Linked DNA regions of Mus musculus: all the other regions are linked to region 3. A link is a contact called in public promoter capture Hi-C and targeted proximity ligation data. All regions are on one chromosome and are shown on one strand. The core of a region is the stretch at or near the end of the contact, and the rest is flanking DNA. Distances in the headings are between cores, read along the strand shown. Region 1 has its middle 6.4 kb from the start of Gm41805. Region 2 has its middle 22 kb from the start of Scgb1a1. Region 3 holds the start of Polr2g (polymerase (RNA) II (DNA directed) polypeptide G).

Region 1 (3,007 bases), core at 329-2,828, 310 kb after region 3:
TGAGTAAGGGAATCCTGCCCCTGTGAGTTGGACACTCAGCTACAGCAAGGAATGTGTAGCTTCTGCTCTGAAAACAGCTTCATTCTGGTTTGACCAGAGTACCAGAGGTAAAAGTCACAAAGTGGAGATCACATTTGTAGGTTGGCCCGACTGTGGAGTCCGACAGGCCATGTTCATATTCTTGTATTCCTGATTGTTAGTTTGGAAAGCCACATAGCTGGGTGTGGTGGTGTGTACCTGTAATCCTAGCCCTTGGGAGGTAGCAGCCGAGGCAGGGGCAGGGACGGGGCAGAGAGACCATTGTGAATTGGAGGCCACCCTGGTCTACATAATAGTGAGTTCCATGTAAGCCAGGGCTACCCAGTGAGGCCCTACCTCAGAAAAGAACCAAAGAAAGACTTCTCATGTGAAAAACAGGCATAGCATCTGCCTTCCAGGGTAGTTAAGGATAGAGTTAGTGAAAATATGGCTGGCCGGCCTTGGACACTCCTTATTCTGACCCCCAGAGTGAGCAGCCTTGTGGTCTGGCCCCAGCTCTTCGTGTGTCTGTCTCTTCTGGGCCCAGGAGGCCCACTTCTTCATGAAGAAGAACTACGTGCCAGGAGCTGAGCTCATGGGTGGGGTGGCTGCAGGGGCCACCCATCAGCCAGTTTTCCTCCCTTTCCTGGGAGCTGCTCCAGGGACAAGGGGCAGGACATCTGCTTTTCATTGTGTGACTGTCTCTAATTCTTCTGACATCTGAACTTCTTTTTTGAAGGAGGATACACTTAAGTGATTGTGACCAAGCTTGTTGCTGAGGGGAAAAAATTTAAACAAATGGGGATTAGAATCAGGCAGAGCTGGGGTGCAAGTCTCCACTGTGCAGTTATCCTGTGTGTTAGATGCTAGGTCTCTATCCCTGACTTCAACTGTGCTCTGCCTGGTAGGGCTCATTTAGAACTAAAGAGTGATGGTTAATGCCCTGTCTACTCCATATTGTAGAACCAGAAGTGAAAATGTTCCCTAAACCATAGAATATGAATCCGATATTCTCCTTTGTGTGGACACCCATGCAGGGAACAGCAGAGTCCCTGCCAGCTTAAGGGAAGGGTCAAAATAGTCCATGTTAACTTCTGAGGCCACAGAGCAGTGGCTTATTTAGTTATTTGTTTGTCTATATAGACGCGATTCTTACTCTGTACTTGAGGATGGCCTGAGCCTCCCTGCCTCAGCCTTCTGAGTTCTGGACCACACTACACAGCCAGCGGCCCATGGTAAAGATGCAGGCTGATAACCTTGAAGCATGGAAGGGGATTGGAAAACAAAGGGTGGTCTGGTTGGTGTGGTTTGGGATGATAATATATAATAATGACTAACACATGCTGCGTGGTATCTAGGGATTTCCCATGCAGTAAGTAATTGGCCATTACAGCACTGGAGAGGGTACTACCAGTCTTCGGTCTTTCAGAGTGAGGATCCTGGGAGGTCTAGTGACAGACCGGCTGAGAAGCACAGATTCCAAGAAAGAAGGTGGGGTTTCCTCATTCCTCAGGCTGCTTCTCTGAGGCTTGGACACAGCTGCCTCCCATGTGACTCCCAGGAAGCCTTGAAACAGAGGTGGACTCAGAAGCTGGCTTGTGTGTGGTGCAGCCTCAGAGCCCTAACAGCACTAAAGGGTCTGAAGGTCTGGTCCCGTGTGTGCCAGGCCTCTGAGCTAGGCAGCTCTCCTGAGGCTGACTGCACAGTGTTCTGAGAATTGCCCTGGTGAGGCGCAGGATGTCTGCTGAGTGTTAGAGCGGCTGGGTTGTTTTGCACTGGCCCCTTCCCTGGCATGGACGTCCCTGTGGAGGCTGGGGCTGGGGCTGGGGCTGGCCATGTGGGGAGGTGGTAGAGCAATAGCCATGGTGGTTATAGATAGGAACCAGGGCTGACATCACTTTTGTCAAACACAGTGAAGCCCTTGCCAGGGGTCCACTGAAAAGTTGGTCAGGACATGGGTCTATTCCTCTGCAAGTTTGAAAGCAGAGGAACTGCCCCCACAGGCCAAGCAGCCAGTTTCTGCAGCACATTTTCAAGTTCCAACTCTGTTGGGAACCTGGAGGCAGAGATGGGGGCAGGAAGAGGTGGCTTTACCCAAGTGACAGTGCCCCACCCAAGGTCCCGACCCTTTCTGGGTAGAACAACAAATATGTTGAGAGCAGACAGCAAATATGTTGGAATTTGTACTACCACAGGGACAGGGTGGGAAAGGGCTTGGGAAAGTAGCACACGTTTTAGTCATGAGGCATCTGTGGTGTGATATCTGCATGATCTATGTTAGAGATAAAGATGAAATGGCCAGGACTGGGGAGGCTCAGGACAGACAGGCTGGATCAGGATGAAGTCAGCCCAAAGGTATGTGGGGCCCACACCTCACTCAGTGGGTGCAGAGGAGGGGCCTGGACAAGCCCGGAGGAAGGAAAACTTGGCCCTCTTCTTTCTTGCTTTTAAGATTAAATACTTGGTTTCTGACTGGAAGGCCGGGGGTTCAGAAGTTCCAGTCCCTGGGGATCTGCATGGGGCAGGGAGTGCTAGGCTGTACTGGAAGGTCAGCAGAACCACAGATCCTTAGCCCAAGGTAAATACTCTTGGGTTTGCAGTGAGAGGTGTACAGCTGCACTGGTTTGTAAACACTTCTGAAAATGCCCTTTGACTTTGATACACTGGGGTGGCCTGGCTATTGTGTTGGGAAGAGGGGGGCCCTGGGAAAGGTTGGAGGTAAGAGGAGTTAGGAAGAACAACAAACAGACCCTTTGTAGGAGGGGAAGTGACCTGGGCAGGAAGGGGGTGGGCAAGCCCTTTCCTGTGAGCAGCACAGGGTGAACCTAGTCTCACCTGCTCTTCTCACCCTAGCCAAACTCTGGGTGGGGCCTGTGCTTTGGCACAGCCCATAGTTCCCTGTCCAGTCTTCTGCCTAGGGCCCATGTCATGGCCCAGTGTTGCTCAGGTTTAGGTCACGGTCCAGAAATGCTCAGGAGCTGGCATGTCT
Region 2 (3,153 bases), core at 503-3,002, 270 kb after region 3:
GGAAAGTGTCCTGGATGAAGGAAGCGCTCAGAAATTCTTAACTATACTATTGTTCTCTTTGGGTTGGGCCTGTGACACATTGAGCATGTTTCATGGGAATATGTGGCTAATTATCCATCAGAGGCCACCTATCCTTGAGATTAGGTTTCTTTTCCTTTTTTGTTACTGGTTTTGCTACTATTACTACTACTACTACTACTACTACTAATTCCAATAAATGATTCTAAGCAATTACCAGCAATAGTCCCATCACTTGGCTGACTGGAAAAGGTGTGAAACAACAGAAGATAAGTGTCTGGGAATGAGGAAGTTTCTGGGAGGGAACGAGGCTAGAACAGCCTCCCTCTGACCCCATATCTTGCCTTAGGCTTATGCCATAAATACCTTATGCTCTTAGCTTCCTTTAAACTGCATTCTTGTTCCAAGGATTGACCTGAAGTTTTGGTAGAAAAGAGATGAGACCCAGACCTGTCCTTGATACAACTAAAACTCCACTAAAAAGTGGTTCTAAGACATTTGCTTTTCTTGGAGTTTCTTCCCCAGCCTTTACTGTGAATTTATGTGTGTGTCCATATTCATGAGGAGGCCAGAGGTCAATGTCTGGTGTCTTCCTTGATCATCCACAATGACTTTTGTTTGGTTTGGTTTGGTTTCTTGAGGCAGGGTTTCTTTGTGTAGCTCTGGCTGTCCTGGGACTCACTCTGTAGACTCTGGAGCGGGGTGGTCAGTAAAGCCTGCCAGTAAGACCAAAGGGCTGGGGTTATGAGCAATGCCACCAGCTTTTATGTGAGTGCTGGGGTTTTAGACTTAGCTTCTTATACTTGTTTGTTTGTTTGTTTGTTTTGTTTTGTTTTGTTTCGAGACAGGGTTTCTCTGTATAGCCCTGGCTGTCCTGGAACTCACTTTGTAGACCAGGCTGGCCTCGAACTCAGAAATCCGAAATCCACCTGCCTCTGCCTCCCAAATGCTGGGATTAAAGGCATGCGCCACCACGCCTGGCTGTTCTTTATACTTGTATGGCAGTCACTTTATCTTCTCAGCCCCTAGGCTGGACAGCCTACCTTTCTTCCTTTTGGGAAAGTGAGGATGTTCTAGGCAGGGAGGCAGCAGTAGCATGCAGAGCATGTCTAGCAAGTTCTGTGTGGCATAGCACAGCTGGAGTGTTTTACAGCAGGCAGGGTATAGTGAGACCTTCCTGTGAGGAGCAGGAAGCCACTGGTGGTTTTCATGTAAGAAAGAGACATGAGTTTGCTTTTGTTTTGATCGACATCCTAACCATCAATCATAACAGCAATTATAGTGATCAATAGAAACCATGATTTTTGTGCTAGGCATTAGCTAAAATGCTTCAACATGACTCATCTTATTTAATCCTACCTTAGAGCTGAGCTAGGAGAGTCCACAGAGCCCATTCACTCAGCAGAAGGGCGGAGACAAGCCAGCTGTCCAAACAGGAAGTTAATGCTGTTAACCGTTCCTCAATCTCCCTAAACCTTGGTGTCTTCATGTCTGATCTTAACTTCATAGATATTTTATTCATGTAAAACACTTGGCACAGTGCCTGGAACACTATAACAACGCAGTAAGGGTTAGTCATTGTGACTTTTGTGGCTGTTTCCCACTTTAGAGTGTCCCCTGGTATGCCAGGTGCTGGGTGGTACCAGTAAAATCGCATGGGTTGGAACCAGTAAACTGGGCTCATAAAGCCGTTCCTGTCACTGTAGGGTGAAGAAGAGGGTGTGCTCTCTGCATCTGCTAGTGCACTCTTTGGTTGCCTTGGTAACCAGTCTAGACACCTGGCTCTCCCAGCAGCTGGTGCTTCTCTAGCTCAGGCCTGGGAAAATCTGTGTTGTTCCACAGTGGTTTCTCTGAGTTCATCCCTTTCTTTCCGCTCTGTGTTTCTGCTGCAGCTTAGTGTGTATGCGTGTATGTATGTGTTTGGGTATGTGGGTATGTGTGTGTGTATTTGGGTATGTGGGTATGTGTTCATCTCACAAACGCCATAGTGGAAGATGAGCTGAAGGGAGCAGAGGCAGCAACTGACTCAAATTCATTAGTGGAGAACTCATGAGCACTGGGAGGGTTACAGATGGAAGTAGAGAGAGATAGATTTTAGGAATGTTTTGGATTTAGAGTTGATAGGCTGTGACAATTTAACACCACAAGGAGAAGTGAAGAAAAAGCTTTCTCTCCCCTAAAAACTCAAACACATCCCTTTGTTTTCTTTTCTGCCTTTGTTCAGAGGAACATATCCACCTGTGTGATGTCTAATCTCACTTCTAGGCTGGTCATTTCTAGTTAATTAGCTTCCCTGTTTTTAAATTAAAATTCTTAAAAAATTTTTTTTTTTTGTTTTGGTCTTATATGTCTGAGTTTTTTTTGCCTGAATTTTGTTTTGTTTGGAAACAAATCTCAGCTTGTAGCTCAGGTGGGCCTGGGTCTCTCAGCAGTCCTTTTGCCTTAGTCTCCTGAGTGCTGGAGTTACAGGTGTGTGCTGCTACCCTCTTTTCTTGGCAGGCAAATTCAGCATTTATACAATAGAAGTCAAAACCGGAATCCAGAATGATTCCCTTCCCCTCTCTGGAAGCTGCTTCTCCTCCTGTGAGCGCCACTGTGGTCCAGGCAGAAACAAAACCGTGATGAACTGTGGGTGCTCCCACCTCCCCACCCGCTCCTCCGTGCTCCTCATCTCCCCACCCGCTCCTCCTGCCCCCTGAGGGCAACACCATTACTACTTTGGAAATCCCCACATGGGGCTTCTGTGCAGCCACCTCCGCTTCTCTTCACAGTTTCTCTGCCTCTCATGCAGGTTCTGCATTTCAACCACAGGGGTCTCCAGGGCTACAAATCTGCCTCTCCACCTTGACTTCCAGCTGCCTGGCACTTTCGGCATGACTACTCACTTTCTGTGCTGTCTAAAGTTCTATCTCAGATCTCAGCTTCCTCAATAGCCCCTATGTAAGTCATTTTCTTTATCTTGGCACCCTTGTACTCCCCTAGATGTAGCTAGTCTTTCCTCCCATGCTCTACCAGGGTTCTCACTGTCTGTCAGGATGCTCTTTCTTGGCTTTGCTTGGCCCACGTCTTTCCAATCTTTAAATCCCAGTTAAGTCTTCCCTGCTAGATCACTACTTACCACCCAAGCAGGTTCCA
Region 3 (3,286 bases), core at 688-3,187:
TTAAAATTAAAATAAATTGCTGGGTGGTGGTGGCTCGTGTCTTTAATCCCAGCACTCAGGAGGCAGAGGTAAGTGGATGTCTGAGTTTAAGGCTAGTTTGGTCTATGGGGTAAGTTCCAGGACAGCCAGGGCTACACAGTGAATCCCTGCCTCAAAAACAAAAGTACAAAACTGACAGCCAGGACTACACAGAGAAACCCTGTCTCTAAAAACAAAAACAAACAAACAAACAAAAAATCAAACCAACCAACCAACCAACCAAACAAACAAACAAAAAACCTGCTGGGTAGTGGTGGCACATGCCTTTAACTTGAGAGGCAGAGGCAGGTGGATTTCTGAGTTCGAGGCCAGCCTGGTCTACAGAGTGAGTTCCAGGAGAGCCAGGGCTACACAGAGAAACCCTGTCTCAAAAAAAAAAAAAAAAAAAAAAAAAAAAGAAAAGAAAAGAAAAGAAAAGAAAAAAGAAAACCCTAAAACCAGAAAAGAAAAACCAAAAAACTAAGATAAAATGAATCTTAACAACAACAAAAGACTTAAGGCAACTAGTAAGTGGACTAGGGACTGAACCCTCACCTTAGGAAATACCCCATAACCTTTCTATGAATAATACTCTTACCTTGTTGACCTGAGTGACCACAGCATCCACCACTTCACCTTTAAAGGGCCGGAAAACAATAGCTTTGTATTTCACTGGATAAAGAACAAAACCTCGGCCTGGCTGGATCACACCAGCACCAATATTGTCGATGGTGGTGACAGCAATTACAAAGCCATATCTGCATGAAAAATGAAAGAAGACAGCTATGTGAAGAGCCTCTGAAAAGCCACCAGCAATAAGAGTCTCTGTGTGAAAGAACCTCTGTTCAGATGGTTCATTGATCAAGAAGAGACAGGACACAGATTAGCACCTAAATATATATATATATATATACACACACACACACACACACACACACATATATATGTTTTTTCGAGACAGAGTTTCTCTGTGTAGCGCTGGCTGTCCTGGAACTCACTCTTTAGACCAGGCTGGCCTTGAACTCAGAAATCCACCTGCCTCTGCCTCCCAAGTGCTGGAATTAAAGGCATGCGCCACCCCCGACCAGCTTAGCACATGAAATATTAAATGATGCTCTCATGATGGTACAGTAAATGCCCAAGAAGGCCTAGATATGCTGACATACACCTATTCTCTCAGTACCATGTAGGCTAAGGCAGGAGGACTTGCCAGGGTCAAAGCTGAGACAGGTCTTTCAAAAACCACAAACGAGTCAGAGAATTGTGATGAAAGCCTTTAATGTCAGCACTCAGTGGCAGGCAGATCTCTGAATTAGAGCCCAGCTTGGTCCACATAGTGAGGCCATCTCAAAACTCAAAAACATTTGCATAATAACGGTCTTATCTCACATAAGGGAAGAAAATTTTCTTTAGTAGCTTTTCAGAGTGTCTAAAACAGGCAAAAACTGGCTGCTTCAGGTGCCTGGAGGGGTGAAAGGGTTCCTCAGAGTAAGCGACAAGCCCTGACAGAAGGAGTTAAGAAGAGGTTAGAGACTAGCGCCATTGTGCGTGCATTCAGCAGACCTCTCTGTGAAGCAGAAACTCACTTCCCAGTGCAGGTCCCCTCCACCTCGGTAAACAGCTTCTGCTTCACCGTGTTGAGCAAGTTTGGACCGAAGTATCGTGGGTGCAGGAGGATCTCGTGCTCCAGGGAAATCTGCAGAGAAAGGAAGATGGAGACTCAGCCAGCCACATTGAGGACAGGAGGCGACCTGTCGGCCCTTCCGGGCCTCCAGGATCCTCCTGTGACTGCCCCTCACAGTTACCCCGCATCCAGCTCACGTGATAAAACATCTTCTGCAGAAGCTTGGCCCGCAGCGCCCAGAACTTCCCACGCAGAGACCTCTCCGGAAGCACTTGCAGAAGTCCCACCACTTCTCTGCGGTCGCTTCCGCAGCGCTGATTGAGTCTTAACGTCATGGGCGGGGATACATGAAGCCCCGCCCCTCAGGCCTGCCCACCACCGTTCATACTCCCCTCCTACTTAAAGCAAATTCTAGGACAGCCGGGATTACAGAGAAAAACCCGGCCTCGAAGAACCAAAGCCAAAACTAAAACCAAAACCAAAACCAAAACCAAAACCAAAACCAAAACCAACCAAAAAATGTGAGTTATTTTAGGTCTGACTTTTACCACATGCCCTTAAACCCAGCCGTGGCAAACAGATCTCTAAACTTAAGGCTAAGCCACAGCTACAAAGTGAGTTCCAGGGTAACCTGGGCTGTGTATACAACCCTGTAAAACATTTACACATATTTAAAAAAAACCAAAAAATTATTATTATTTAATTTGGGGGCTGAAGAAATAGCTCAGTCCTTAAGAGCACTTGCTCCTCTTGCAGAGGTCCAGGATTTAATTCCCAGCACCCACAGGGTAGCTCACACTCTTCTTTGTAACTCCAGCTCAGGGAGAGCTGACATCCTCTTCTGGCTTCCTTCAGCACTGCATGTGAGTGGTACCCAAACACACATACAGGCAGAACACCCATGCTTGTAAAATAAAAAGAAAGGCTAGGCAGCTGGGGATATGATTGTTCTTCCAAAGGATCCAGGTTTGATTCCCAGCACAAGCATGCTGACTCAACTCTCTATCTATACTTCAATCCCAGGGGATCCAGTGCCCTCTGGCCTCCATGAACACAGCACCCTTGTGGTGAACAGACATAGCTGTAGCCAGAACACTCACACATATAAAATAAGAATAACGGTTTTTTTTTTTTTTACATGTAAATAAAAATAAAGCTCTCAAAGAGGACCTGAGTTCAGTTACTAACACTAGCATTTCACAACTCCAGCTCTAAGGGGACCTGAAATCTTCTCGTAGCCTCAGAAGGTACCAGTACTCATAGGCTCATACTCACACATAGGTAGCATACATTATTAAGTACACATAATTAAAAAGAAATCACTTAGCTGGGCATGATGGCGCACGCCTTTAATCCCAGCACTTGGAAGGCAGAGACAAGTGAATTTCTGAGTTTGAGGCCAGCCTGGTCTACAGAGTGAGTTCCAGGACAGCCAGGGGCACATAAACAAGGCTGTCTTAAAAAACAAAACAAAACAAAAAAACCCCAAAAAGACAGCAAACAAACAAAAAGATTATGTCTGCAGGCATGCACTAGGCTTACTTTCTTTTCTATTTGAGGGACAGGGTTTTATTATGTAGCCATGGACGGCCTGGAATTTGTTTTGTAGAGGAAGCTTGCCTTGAACTTTTAACAATTCTCTTG

The links. Promoter capture Hi-C pulls out the DNA fragments that hold promoters and counts their contacts.
Region 1: a contact with region 3 is called in a promoter capture Hi-C map of 3T3-L1-derived adipocytes, with 3 times the contacts expected there. A contact is called at or near these places in 8 of 39 promoter capture datasets (3T3-L1-derived adipocytes, the C10 cell line, the HPC-7 cell line and 5 more), 11 of 130 datasets of targeted methods (T-cell acute lymphoblastic leukemia, astrocytes, bone marrow-derived macrophages and 7 more) and 4 of 9 other capture datasets (adipose tissue, embryonic stem cells, liver and 1 more).
Region 2: a targeted proximity ligation map of pancreatic cancer cells shows a contact between it and region 3. A contact is called at or near these places in 1 of 484 Hi-C or Micro-C datasets (B cells), 5 of 130 datasets of targeted methods (the NIH/3T3 cell line, effector CD8 T cells, embryonic stem cells and 2 more) and 2 of 9 other capture datasets (adipose tissue and liver).

What each region holds. Positions count from the first base shown.
Region 1 is chr19:9,104,698-9,107,704 of GRCm38.p6, forward strand. No RefSeq gene overlaps it. Among named protein-coding and RNA genes, the nearest start is that of Gm41805, 6.4 kb to the left of the region's middle.
Region 2 is chr19:9,064,644-9,067,796 of GRCm38.p6, forward strand. It overlaps a transcript of Ahnak not described here. Among named protein-coding and RNA genes, the nearest start is that of Scgb1a1, 22 kb to the right of the region's middle.
Region 3 is chr19:8,796,620-8,799,905 of GRCm38.p6, forward strand. It overlaps Polr2g (polymerase (RNA) II (DNA directed) polypeptide G), which reads right to left and starts at 1,938. Exons shown (of 8, transcript NM_026329.2): 1 at 1,840-1,938; 2 at 1,605-1,714; 3 at 617-776. The coding sequence starts at 1,851.